3 separate regions of the Mus musculus genome follow, and regions 1 and 2 are each linked to region 3. Evidence: chromatin contacts called from public Hi-C and HiChIP or PLAC-seq data. All regions are on one chromosome and are shown on one strand. Each heading gives the region's core, a stretch centred on a gene start, on an enhancer-like site or on the middle of the called end of the contact. The rest is flanking DNA. Distances are from core to core; before and after follow the strand shown.

Region 1 (4,399 bases), core at 1,614-4,113, 95 kb after region 3:
CCCATCACCAATATTAGAACTAGCTTCTTTGGGTTTTGAACATAGACTGAAGACCAGGAGTTTTCCAGGAACCCTTCAGGCCTTCAGTACCAGATTGGGACTATAGAGATGTGCCTGTTTCACTGGCTGAGCAGCTATGCGATTCTTGGCCTCTCCAAACTTACAACCACAGTGTAGTAAGTCATATACACGCATCTATTCCATGAGTTCTGTTTCTTTGGAGAGCCCTGACTAGCACACGTCTGTATGGCCTTACTTTGCCATGGTGTATGATTTCAGTAATCAGGCTTAGTGCAGACCTGGCCTGGAGAAAGGGAACTTATGGCAATAACTTGATTAAAAACATCTGAAAGGGAGAATTTCAGAGGGATTCTGAATTTGCCTCTTTTTCATTTCTCCCTGGTTTTTTTATATGCTGTATTAATCTGATTGCTATAGAAAATGCATTGGAACTTCAAAAATTGTTCTTTTCATTGCTAATATCAGTTTTGTTTATAATTACAAACAAAAAGCTACTTGAACAATGCATTCTGTAGCCTCCATGGGGGAGGGAATAAAACAGCTTTCTTTACTTATTTTAGTTGGGACCAAGAGTAGAGTGGGGGCTTCTAAGGGTGATGCCCATCTGTCTGTCTGTCCATCAATCGATCGATTGTTCCATCCATCCATCCATTGTCTGAAGAAGTAATTTTTGATACTTGGCTCTAAAAGCTATGTTCTAAATGGTAGAGTTCAAATAGGGAATAAAGACCAACACATAAAACCTGTACACTTTTGCAGGAGAAAGGCATCAATAAATAATTATGTAGTTAAAAATAAAAGTAAGTGTATTAAATGAATCTTTGCACAACTAGACATTAGCCTCTAGAGAAAAGAACAACCATTTTAGCCAGACATGTGACCCTTCACCCCTTAGTCTTATTGAGTTGTCAGGAGGGGACAGTCTTCCTGTCATTAGTCTTAGTAATTCCTCCTGCCACTTTTGGCTTTTTCTCAGTGCCAATCATTCATGGGTTCATCTCTACCTTTTACATCCTGCTTAAAGCTTTTAAGGCGCAGTATTTTGCAGGCAAACTTTGCCGGGTGACAGAGAAAAGGGAGTCTGTACTGTGACCTTTTCTTATGAAGCAATGAGTCTGGGAAAAGGTGGTCCCAAGGTTGACTCATTGCTAAATGATGCCAAGGGGAAAATTATCTAGGATTCCTTGAGCAATCCCACGACAGAGTGGTGGCCGAGGAGAGGAGAGTCAAGGAGGATTTCTGTTTGTGTGAATTTTGTGTGAAGAATTCTCTTACCTGGAGGCCAATAATGTTATAGGTTTATGGATCCCAAATCTGATACAGTTTTGGAATGCACTTTAAGAAAAATGATCTAAAGCACAGAATCTGGGCTAGAGATGGCAGTCAAGGTCATTGAGAGGATGAGGTCCGCTTCTTAGGATGACAGTAAGCAGGTTGCATTTCTTCCTTTGCATCTGTGACCTCCCTGAATCACAGGAAGGCAGGTCACTTGAGCTGCAAAGAGGTAGGAAAGCAAGTGTCTGCTGTCTGTGGTGCTGGGGAAGGGGAGAAGGATTTGTATTGGATGAGAACCACTTTGTCCCTACTGATGTCTGTGGGTGGATGCCTAATATCCCACAGTGGGACAGAAGTCCGCTGTCAAGCATGTTTGACTTGGTGGGATGCAGTGAGTTAATGCGTTCTCCCACTCATGTTCCTCTAGGATCACAGTATAATACTGGTCATCATGTGAGGGAAATGCTCATGAGCAGAGCACCTGTGGCCTCCCAGAGAGCCTCGTCAGGGACGCTGCTTCCAGTTCTGTGGGTTGTGGAGACACAGCAATTCTTTCTGTGCTTCTATACTCCCAGGCATCTCCTTTAGCTCATGAGGGGCCCCATGTCATCTGTACAATTCTCTGTAGGAAATTCTTTCTCCTTTCGAATGGTTTCTCCTGTCATATATGTGTGTGTGTGTGTTTAATTCATTTTAATATATCAGCAACACGATATTAATTGCACCAACAATTCTTTAGTTTTAAGGCCCCATCTAGGAAAGTTATCATGGCTAAAGTACAGAATATTTAGCCAGTATATTGGGGCAAGTGTGTAGGTGGGTGGTAGAGAATTTGTCTAAGATGTATGAGGGCCTGGTTCTCTCTCTCTCTCTCTCTCTCTCTCTCTCTTACACACACACACACACACACACACACACACACACACACACACACTCATACACACAGTATCTTGTCAACACTGACACAAAGCCAACTCTGTACTTGGGGTTAGCTAGCAAAACTTGATTGTGCCCAAAGGCAGCAATTTCAACACAGGCAACAGTGACAAGTGTCCTATGCTATTTCCTCACTTACAAGTCTTGTCACGGCATATTTGAATCTCCAGGTACTATTGAAGCCAAAATGTCTAGAGTCCAGTTTCTGAGGCTGGAGTCAGCTCTGTAGTGTGTCAGTCACCTGGCTTTGTAGGAGCAGTCTTGGAGTGATGTCCCAACTGTCGGCTCCTTCCCTGATTATTCTTGCTGTAAGGTAAATGGTGAAGGACCTCAGAGTCGAGGGCTCAAACCCTTAGAGTCATAGTTGGACCGTTTAACAGGAAGCTGACTGGAGAAGACAAGAGCTTCCCCAAGCCCTCTGAGCACCTGGCTATGCTCCTGAAGAGGACTTCCAAACAAGAGTGTGCCTTAGGCGGCTTCCCAGCTTCCAGCTGGATCCTGGAAAAGGCTCTTCCTCAATTTCCTGTTCTTCAGCATCATGGAAAGTGGTTTATTGCTCACCCCAACCCTGCTGCTGCTTTTCACATGGAAGGAGAATGTGTTACCCACAATTCTTTGCCATGAAGAGCACAGGAAACCGTTGGAGATGAGACTGCGATCCAGCTCCAGAGTGTAAGGAATGAGTGATCTCTCTCTCTCTCTTATATTCACACATGCGCACGCATGCACGCACACACACACACACACACACACACACACTGATGAGGGTGGGGAGAGAAAGAGGGAGTAAAGGAGGGAAGGAGGAAGAGAGAGAGAGAGAGAGAGAGAGAGAGAGAGAGAGAGAGAGGGAGAGAGAGAGAAAGAGAGAGAGAGAGAGAGAAACAAGAGTCAGGCTTGAGTCCTGCAGTTATTTCTGGCTTTGAATTGTGTCCAAGTCTCATACATTCACAGACGGCCTCGCCAAGGCCCACAGCTGTCCTGCATTTTCAACAGATCCCACAGGGCCTCGATCAGGCTGAGAGACATTCCTTTGCTCTGACACAGGGCCTAGAAGGAAGGGCTGTAACCTCTGAGGCTGTGGAGGTGGGAGCCTGCCACCCTGACCTTCCCAAAGTGCCCAGACATACAGGTGCAAGAGTGTGCTGGATGGCACAGCCCAGAGTGTGGCAGGACCTGTGGGTGATTGTCCTCAGAGCCCACAAATCCAGTGTGCTCTACTTTCTGTGGCCGTGGTGGAGAGACACATGCTCCTGTTGCTGTTTGGGATGCTTGTCACAGGAAAGGCATGCTCCTCTGGAGATCTTCCCAGCTGTCAGTAATGTGCTGATATACCAAGGCCAGTCCTGAGCAGGCTAGCCAGATAAACAGGATGTCCACAGTGTGTGAGAACACATGAGTGGAGCGACCCTCTCTGCCCATCTGTCAGCCCCATAAGGGACTGTCGTGCCTTGCTCCATCTGCCTGTCTAGGGCAGGAAAACAGGCAGCATGGAACATATGTGAGAAAAGCCCTCTCCCTGGCTACAGGGGCCATTGGTGAGACTGGGAAATCTGACCTAAATGGGAAGGAACATGGCTTTCTTGTTAGTTGCTTACTTGTCGGGAAGTACTTTAAAGACATCCCAACACACAGGGGAAGACATAATTAGATCATCAGTGGCTGTTGTGGGAGACAAGGGGGCTGGTCTTCAGGAACAGCTCTGCATGCCAGTGGAATCAGCTTCATGTTTTCTTCTTGTCAGACACACACTGGTTATTTATGTGAATATACAGAGACAAGTGACGCCTGTGTCATTGTCCTTCTTGTTTTGGAGACACTGTGTCTGTTGACGATCAGTGTGTAAACACGCTCTCAAGGCGGCAGGAGGAGGCACAGAGGCCCCTCCAATAGTCTGTGCAGACTGGGCCCTTGGAGGAAGAGCAGCAGACATCCTGGTGTGGGCTCTTCTGTGGTTGAGGGTGTCGAAGGTGAACCCCACAGTAAGAATGTGCTGATAGGACATTAGAGTTGAAAGTGAACCCAGTTTCTCTTCTGACCTGAACTGATGGATATGGGAACGATTGCTGTGATTGCACAAGATCTCCCAGGAGTGTGGCCAGAAAGTCAGATATGTGATTCTAATTCTCGGGGGCCCTGTGATGCTCTCTGTGGCGTGGTACATGTTCTC
Region 2 (4,278 bases), core at 206-2,705, 130 kb after region 3:
AATTCAAATGAATCTGACCACGTAGTGAACATGGCAGAACAGTCCACAAAACCTGCTTGTTGCTCGTGGCATGGAGCAATTCCTAGTGTCAAGTGCATCTGAAAGAGTCTCCCCAACACACCCAATCGGGGATGGGAGTCAGGCTGACAGCTTCAGCCCTGGGCTCTGTGCTCACACCCTGGCATTTTGGTGCAAAATGAATCCAATGCCTGAGAAAACCTTAAGACCCAGGTCATCTTTATTTTCCCTCCAGAGAGTGAGTTATTTGGAAGCCCCAGTACAAGGGAATGCCAGGGCCAAAAAATGGGAATGGGTGGGTAGGGAAGTAGGGGGGAGGGTATGGGGGACTTTTGGGATAGCATTCTAAATGTAATTGAGGAAAATACGTAATAATAAAAAATATTTAAAAAATAAAAAATGAAAACGTTTTGTAGAACTTCATATTTTTTTCTTCTCCGTATGAGGTTTAATATGCGCTCATTGCTTAAGAAGAATAGTCTACCTGATTGGGTCCCGTGGCGAGCAGAGCTGTCCCAGCCTTGCTGGAACTTGTGTTTCCTAAGTCCTGGCAGAGAGCAGGCTGAGTAGATGCTTCCTGCCCAGAAGCATAGGTACACGAGTGTGGGCCCAGGGGGCCTCTGATTAGGGTGCTGAGGAAGCAAGCAGACACCTCCAGCTGCCATCAATCAGCTCAGAGCCTGGCTGGAGCCGTAGTGGGTGGATTCTGCTCTGTGTGGTGGAAACACAAGGAGACAGAGACAAATGTTCTCTGGCCCTGCCGTTCTCCATGCTGCCCTTTCACAGTCCTTAACATGCATGCTCAAATTGATTTAGCCCCTTTCCCCTCAACTCAACCGTCTACTTTCCTTGCAGACTGACAGTTTTATGTGTGGCTGCCCTGCCAGTAGCTATAGTGTTTCAGAAACATTGACTTCCAGACTTAAAGGATGAGTGAGGAGGGGTGGGGGTGGAGAGGAAGGGAGGTGAGCTTGACTCATTTTAATTCCTTTTTTTTTATGGGGTGCAAAACATGCCCATCTCGGCACCAACTTTGTCTCTCCCTCTTGTTTTTCTTCTTTATTTCTTTTCTGTGTCAATGATTTCCATGAAAAGGTTTGAATAAAGCCTCACACTTGAAAAGCACATCTGCCAGGTGATGTCAACGCCTGGCCTGCTCCGTTTCCTGTTGGGTGGTGAACATGCCATTCTCTCATGGCCCTGGAATGCTGATTTGGTCCAGGGGCGAAGGCCAAACACAGGTAGGGTCAAGCTGGAGGAGCAGGGTGTGGAGGGTGCTTTCTGTCTTCAGTTCAGCTTTTGAGCGAGGGGGGCTGGGAAGAGTCTAGAAGCAGTTTATTGTCTGTTCTGCAATGTAAACTCAGAGGAGGAGGAGAGGGCGGGAAGTAAAAACTGGACTGTCAACAGTCCCTTGTCAGCTGCCTGCACAGCGTGCAGACATGCCAAACGTTGGGTGGACTTTGCCCGGGACAAGCCAGGACCCAGGTTTGACCCTTACCCTGACATTATTTGGAACTGGATGAAAGCACCTTCTCGGAATGTGTGAGAATATTTCTGGCATCGAAGGTCGAAGACTGAGCCTCGGAGTTAAAATAAATATTCAGGGCAAGGAAGGAAACAGAGGTTAAGGGTTTGATCAGATAGGAACTCGGAGCTCACGCAGTTCATCTCCCTCCTTGTACTCTCTCTGGTTTCATGTGTTCATCTACACAGCAGCCAACACACAGCTTGTCCTTCCTGCTCCTGTGGGGAAGGGTTGAAGGGAGGCCATTGATTTATGAAGACAAATAAAGATAAAACAAACAAAATAAAATAAAGTAGGTTGACGCATGAACCTTGGCCTGTGTATTTTCAGTTATTCCCTGAGATGGGTATTTAGTTCATTGTGGTGTCTTACTCTATAAAGTAGTTGGAAAGATAATGCAGGAAGAGACAAGAGTATTTTCATCTTTTTGTAAGAAATAGAATCTGGGGGAAAGACCATGAGGCAGACATATACTTTTCTACGCACACAAAAACATAAAGAGAGAAAGTTTTCATTGATCTTGCATGGTTAATGTAATGGTTCAGGGCTTTAGTTACCAGCCAGGTACCCTTATTACTGAGTGCTTTCTGTGTTTCCAGAAGCTACCGAGTATCGTTCTGCTACGCACTAATGTGACATTTGGGGTCATCCTCACGTTATCAGGACTCACAGGGCCGTCCTTGTCTCCCTGAAGTTCTCAGGGTCTTCATGGTTGACTGTTTCTAATCAGACAGTGCTCTGAAATACCCAGTTCCTTTGGAGCCAGGCATGGAATGCCCCTGGGGAAGTGAAGCATGCAGTTCCTGAAGCCAGACATTCAGTCTCCACTGAGGACCATGGATGGGTGGGAAAGCCTCCCTCCTGGCCTCTGGCTTCTTCATCTTGGGACGGAAGGTGTACACCGTGGCTTGCTGGCTGCTGACGGTGTGGGCAGAGGCTGTGTGGCAAGGTCAAGGGAGGCTCAGGGAGTTTCTGTGTCACTTTCTGCAGCCATGCAGCTTTCTTTAACAAGATCCCATGAAAAATACCATCTGAAAACACAAGCCTTGCTCAGTATAAAGATCTAAGAGGTGAAAATACAACTGAAGGGCAACCTTCCCTCTGACCATGAACTTTAGAAGTGACCTTGAATCTCTGTTTAAAGCCCATGAGAACAAATATACGTATACAACTGAGTCACTGAAAGGCTACTTTTACTTTCAAGGACATACTACGGAAGGTGTCTGTACTCTAGGAAATGGGAGATTTACAAAAGCATTCGTTCAGAATGCAAACTTGGGATCTATAATAGTCTTCCCTTACCTTGGCTCCACTTCCTGAAGTTTTGATGGTAGTTGGCTATGGTCTGAAAATGTGGCAGGGGGAAATCCATCATTTGTGGGTTACATGCCATTCAAAGTAGTATGATGAGGTTTGTGATAGGATATAAATTATCCCTTCATCTAGCACATCTACCAGGTTCACCCCTCCCACACATCATCCACTTCTCAGTTATTCTGGAGATCATATCCAGAACCATGTTTTCTCAGAACTTGTGTCTGAGTGTCATTAGGGGCATTGTGGGTAACTTTAAGATAGCACATCCTTACAACTGCTTGATCTTATTGTTGCAACTGTTTTGGTTGCCATAATAAAATGTCTGCATTGAAAGCAATGCAGAAAAGGGTTTGTTTCACCTACTAAGTCATAGTCCATCTTGAGAAAAGTTAAAGCAGAAATTGAAGCAGAAGCAGAGGTAGGAACCATGAAGGAATGCTGTGTGCTAGCTGGCCTCATTTTGTACTAACAGGCTTATGCTCAGCTAGGTCTCTTACGTATCACAAGCCCTCCTGCCTGGGGAATGGTACCGCCCACAGTGAGCAGGGCCTTCCTTTTTCAATGAAAAATCAAGGCAGTCACCTACAGTCATGTCTATAGGCCAATCTGATCTAGGCAGTGCCTCAGTTGAGGTTTCTTCTATCAGTGACTCTAAGCTCTGTCAAGTCAACAGTTAAAGCTAACGAGGACAGCTGATGTCACTAATATCATATTATGACTAACTTATAAATTAAATGCAATCAGAGGGATGTAGAGGAAGGATGGAGTATGTGTGAGGGTTCAGTGTCACTAACAGACCCAATTTTAGCCATCGCCTGGGAGTCTAGAGGCATTTTCCCCTAGGATCACAGAGAACTAGTGTGTGTTGTGAAACAACAGGCCTGCCTCCTGGGAACCACTGAACAGACTGTTTAAAACTGAGAATTTTCCATTAAATTGGAACAAGTGTTTGCCATGCTAATCGCTTACATAATTAATTATTCATTGGCCCTCAGATATATTTTATTTGCGTAAATCTTTTTTTCTAACAAAGGAAAACAGGAGGAAGCCAATAAAAAATGTTTCCTTCCACTTGGGGCATGGAAGAAATCCCCTCCGGTTAGAGAAGACTCGAGATGACTGATCTGTGGGAGAATGGCTGTCTTAATCATCTATCTGCCTTACTAAGGATAAAAAGATAGTTCGCATTACAAAATAACCTACATAGATCACTGTGTGCACACTCTGAATGGTAGTGCTTCCTGGGATGGTCTGTGTTCTGATACTGTGACAGTAGTTTTTAAGACACTGTCCAACGTAACTGTAACGGGTGTTGTCTTAGTTGGGTTTTACTACTGTGAACAGACACCATGACCAAAGCAAGTCTTATAAAAAAACAACATTTAATTGGGGCTGGCTTACAGGTTCAGAGGTTCAGT
Region 3 (4,392 bases), core at 919-3,418:
TCTCTGTAAGCAAAGATTTGACAACTGACCGCAAGACTTCAGTATTCTGGATACGTCAGAAATGTGACGGGTCCACAATCCTCCACAGGCTTGTCCAGGAGGATGCGTTCTGCTTATTATCAGGTAAAGCGATGTACGTCCCCCAAATTCAACTCCAGACACCAGAACACCAGGTTGGCAATAAAAACCCTTACTTCTCAGCAAGGCTGGCTTAATGTCCTTATGAAAATAATGGGTTTGGATTGCCATCTTGCTTCTGAAAAGCTGCCGTGATGGGCATGGTCAGATGACAGACACCTGAGCTCAGCTGGTGTCAAGGTCTACAGCAGGACCCTAAGGGCATGAATACGATGTGTCCTCCATGAACAGAGGGCTATCGGTAGTAGACTGAGTGGAAATTTGGCTCACAATAAGTGATACTGTAATTTAAGTGATGGGAAACTAATGTTCTCTTTCTTTCCACTGGCCTTGGCCTTCATGAGGTGAATGAATCACGAGGTGATTTATTTGATTCTTGCTTGTGAGTGACCTCGTAGACAATGGAACCCTTACCTGAGCTAGCATGGCACATAGCCTAAAGGCGAAGACCCAGTATAAATTCTTTTCCTCTCCCTCTCATGTTCTCCTGTCTCAGACCCCAAGCCCAGGAACCCAAACTCCGACGATCTCTCTTCTGTCCAGCTACAGGCTGTAGCATCTTTATTCACCAATCAGGGAGATCTTATATCTTGAGGGGCAAGGTTACACATAGCAGTTGTACTAAGGATCTCCTCCCTGGGGCATCCAGGGCCACTCTTCAGCATTACAGTACATAACAACAGACCAAACCTCAACAGCAAGACACGAATCTGTTTCTCCTAAACTCTTCCACTTATGTATTTTAGGATGTGTGAAAATACCAGAATAAGGCTACTCAGAAACAATACATTCGCAAATTAAATGTTATGTAACGATAAGTTTAACACAATATCAAGAAAATGAGTGGGGCATGAAGAAGGCACTGACTTCATCCATGGCTAGTCCAAGATAGACTCTTGAGTTGAAAATGTTGGGATGGTGGAAACTTCCGGAGCTGTAGCTTCATTGGAGGAAGTAGGCACCTGGGGGTGTTAACCTGTCTGTTTCTCATCTTCCTGCACTTCTGAGCCTCTTTGCTCCACCAGGTCTTCTCTGCTCTAAGGTTCTTTCTCTCCACAAGGTACAGGAAGGAAGGATCATGTCACGGGCTGAGCTATGAGCTCAAATTAAATTGCCTTTCTCAAGTATTTTGCCACTAATTTTTAAAAAGTACCCAACCACGCCCACTTCTCCTTGTTCACTGCAAAAGTGGCATCAGTTCTGAGGGATTCTTTATTTATTCACAGGGTTAGCTTTGCCAGTTTATCTTGGGATTTTTATTTAAAATGTGGCTAATATTCAACTTTAAAAAAAGAATTATTTTGTAATTTTGCTGCCCCAACCCCAGCTGAGAACTGAACCCAGAGGTAGTGCTGTACCACTGTTGGAGAGCTCCAGCATAAAGGAAAATTTATTTTGTTTTGACGTGTGTGTGTGTGTGTGTGTGTGTTGTACAAGTGTTTGGGTACCTGTGGAGGGTAGAAGAAGTCCTTCAGATTCCCTGGAGCTGGAGCACAGGAGGTTGTGAGCCACTCTATAAATGGGTGCTGGGAACTTAATCTATGTCCACCCAGAGAGCAGTGAGAGCTCTTAAGTGCTGAGCCATCTCTCCAGTTCCTGAAGTTCGACCTATATACCCAGGGGCAGGGATTTTTGTTGGTGTTGTCCTGTTCTAAAATGAGAAGAATGCTCACTTGTTCTAGCTTTGTATTTCGTGGGGTAAATTGATTTAGTCTTCTCAGTTGCTGGATGTTTGCTTTGCTTCACCGTACATTCCATCTTGTCACTTTTGCTTCTGTGAGCAGAGTCTCCTGAAGGTCCCTCATGGATGCCAGTGTAAGTAAGGACCAGCCTTCAACAGCATCAGGTATCGCAGAAATGCCCTGTCCTTCTATTTAATACTTCCCTGCAATTTGAATAATCTTTTCTTTCATTTGTTCTTTCCTCTTTATGTGTAGAGTTGGCTCTGCCAGCAAGGCCTTTCTGCACACAGGGTAAGTTTCTATTGTTCTGGACGTGCAGGGAGGATCCTCTGAGGCAGCTTTGTGCAAGGCTTCCTGACTCACTCCTTCGAGCTCAGTAATCCATCTTTTCCCTCTATGATTCATTCTGAGCTTAGCGGTTAATCTTCTAGTTCTAGTTTTATGTCTGTTCCTCCCCCTCGCCTGGGTCTGAGACATCCTTTCCCTCAACCATTCAAATGTCCCAGCTATTCATTTTCTCCGTCGGTTTCCCCGTTGGTTCCGAGAGCTTTAGTTGTCAACTCTTGTTTCCTTGTTAGCAACCATTTTTATTCTTACTGGCTTAGTCAGGCTGTTGGCCTTGGCTTTCTTTACAAGTGTTCTTTTGTAGAATCTTTGCCTCCTAGGGAGCCCACTGTCACATAGCACAATTAAGTGACAATGTATGAGGTGCTGCGTCTTTATGAGCAGTTAATGAATGACTGCGTGGACGATTTATGAGCAAGAGATGAAATCGGAGAAAACCAAATGCTAACGTTCTGTAATTGATAATAGTAATAGAAATAGTAATAGAAATAGTGATAGCAATAGTAATAGTTTAGTGTAGCAGTAGTGATACTGTTCAAGGTATTGTTTGACAGTCACTTGAAGCACAGTGCATGGACATGGGCATGGCGGCAGCTGTGTGCTGTCCAGCACAGTTCCATCTGTGCCTGGCATTTCCCTTCCTGATGTCTTCTGAAAGCCTCCGATAACCTTGTTCAGCCTGCTGCCATCTAGCCCTGCTCTGATTCTTCTTTTGTCTCCTTCACAGTCTCCACAGGAGTGAGGTCAAAGTCTGGCTCCTTGTATATGAAATCAAAAAGCAAGCTACAGCAAGGAGCATAGGGGATGTCTGTCCCAGGAACCTTGGGATTGCGGGGAGATTTCAGTTTTGGAATTCCCACCCATCTGACTCTTGGTGATTAGATGTAATGTCCTTATGTGGACAGAAAGGAAAAATTAGAGCTGATGTGAAAAGGAATTACTCCACAAGCAAATACAGAAGCCCACAGCAACTTCCCCAGTCTATGATAGATTCGGGCCACAGGACAACACAAGTCACAGAGTGTTCTGGTGATGTTGGCTGCAAGCAGTGGGTTTTATAGCCAGAAATGGAGTCATCTGAATTCCTCTTCTTTGTATCTTATGTTCAAGGTTTGTTTTTCATTTCCTTAGAGCTCAGAAATAGGTATGTAGAAAGTTATACTTTTAAAAAAAATGTACAGTTAAATTGGTTCTCTGTATACAGAACTCTGGAATATATTTTTCTCTTCAAGAACTTATCTCCACTCCTCCCTGGTTAAATGTAAAGAGACTTAAGCATCCACAGTAGATTAGCAAAAGAGTTTTATGATTATGAGTCCATTGCTCCCACAGGCTATATCAGATCAGTCATGGTGAATAAAACTGACTAGGGAATGGGATGATATACAGCTCTTCTAGAGTGTTCTAGATTGCCCCTTCCCTCCAGAACCCAGGGTTTAGCACTTAATAGACAAGTACTTTACATTAAATGTGTGTGTGTGTGTGTGTGTGTGTGTGAGAGAGAGAGAGAGAGAGAGAGAGAGAGAGAGAGAGAGAGAGAGAGAGAGAGAGAGAGAGAGGATGAGTGTGGGTGAAGCCTGCAACTTCACTACCTAGATCAGACCAGCTGGCCAACAGGCTTTCAGAGGCTTGCCAGTCTCTGACTATATCTTGCCATGGTTGAGATTTCAGGCACGACATCTTCGTGTAAAAGTATCTCCTGTTGCTAAATTTATCACTTGTTTCCTTTAAACACTTTTTATGATCAACACCTGGCTTCAATGGTCCACAGTAGTTATTTCTTAGATTTCCGGATTAAATGATGTACACACTGAAAAAGAGACACTTATAATGACAAGTACTCTACACTAGACAACATGTCACCAGAAATTATGGGGACACCAATCCTTGTGGATATTCAGCAACATGAAGCATATTCAAATTCTTTGTCAACTTAATGGGACAAAAAAAGGTTTATGTATTTTTTTTAGAATATTCTCTCTCTCTATCTCTATCTCTCTCCCTCCCTCCCTCCCTCCATCCCTCCCTCCCTCCCTCCCTCCCTCCCTCCCTCCCGTCCTCCCTCCCTCTTTTTCTTTTGAGATGGGATTTCATGTAACCCAGCCTGGACTCAAGCATCAAACTTGATATGTAGCTGAAGATGACCCTAAATTTCTGATCCTTCATTATCTCCTAAGTGCTGCTGTCATGTCAGTCTTGTAGTAGTAGTAGTAGTAGTAGTAGTAGT

Evidence for each region. HiChIP or PLAC-seq counts read pairs in DNA pulled down with a chosen protein or histone mark. A called contact is a pair of places that touch in the nucleus more often than the background predicts.
Region 1: a CTCF HiChIP or PLAC-seq map of the NIH/3T3 cell line shows a contact between it and region 3, with 10 read pairs. The contact joins two enhancer-like sites. A contact is called at or near these places in 1 of 39 promoter capture datasets (the C10 cell line), 1 of 15 datasets of contacts at CTCF or cohesin (the NIH/3T3 cell line), 4 of 484 Hi-C or Micro-C datasets (nephron progenitors, neural progenitor cells, stem cell-derived neural progenitor cells and 1 more) and 2 of 115 datasets of contacts at active chromatin or transcription factors (cardiomyocytes and heart atrium).
Region 2: a contact with region 3 is called in a Hi-C map of uterus, with 2.1 times the contacts expected there. The contact joins two enhancer-like sites. A contact is called at or near these places in 3 of 39 promoter capture datasets (the C10 cell line, cranial neural crest and embryonic stem cells), 5 of 484 Hi-C or Micro-C datasets (the AML12 cell line, CD4 T cells, muscle stem cells and 2 more) and 1 of 115 datasets of contacts at active chromatin or transcription factors (large pre-B cells).

The regions. Positions count from the first base shown.
Region 1 is chr3:37,872,243-37,876,641 of GRCm38.p6, forward strand. No RefSeq gene overlaps it. Among named protein-coding and RNA genes, the nearest start is that of Gm20755, 24 kb to the right of the region's middle. Within about 2 kb of position 2,864, at least 143 of the 459 cell types and tissues checked have an H3K27ac peak or open chromatin away from gene starts, as enhancers often do. A contact at or near this core is called in the NIH/3T3 cell line and neural progenitor cells, where this site is marked.
Region 2 is chr3:37,906,291-37,910,568 of GRCm38.p6, forward strand. The region is part of intron 1 of Gm20755 (predicted gene, 20755); the gene reads left to right. Among named protein-coding and RNA genes, the nearest start is that of Gm20755, 9.6 kb to the left of the region's middle. Within about 2 kb of position 1,456, at least 110 of the 459 cell types and tissues checked have an H3K27ac peak or open chromatin away from gene starts, as enhancers often do. A contact at or near this core is called in muscle stem cells and uterus, where this site is marked.
Region 3 is chr3:37,778,108-37,782,499 of GRCm38.p6, forward strand. No RefSeq gene overlaps it. Among named protein-coding and RNA genes, the nearest start is that of Gm42210, 27 kb to the left of the region's middle. Within about 2 kb of position 2,169, at least 41 of the 459 cell types and tissues checked have an H3K27ac peak or open chromatin away from gene starts, as enhancers often do. A contact at or near this core is called in the NIH/3T3 cell line, muscle stem cells, neural progenitor cells and 1 more, where this site is marked.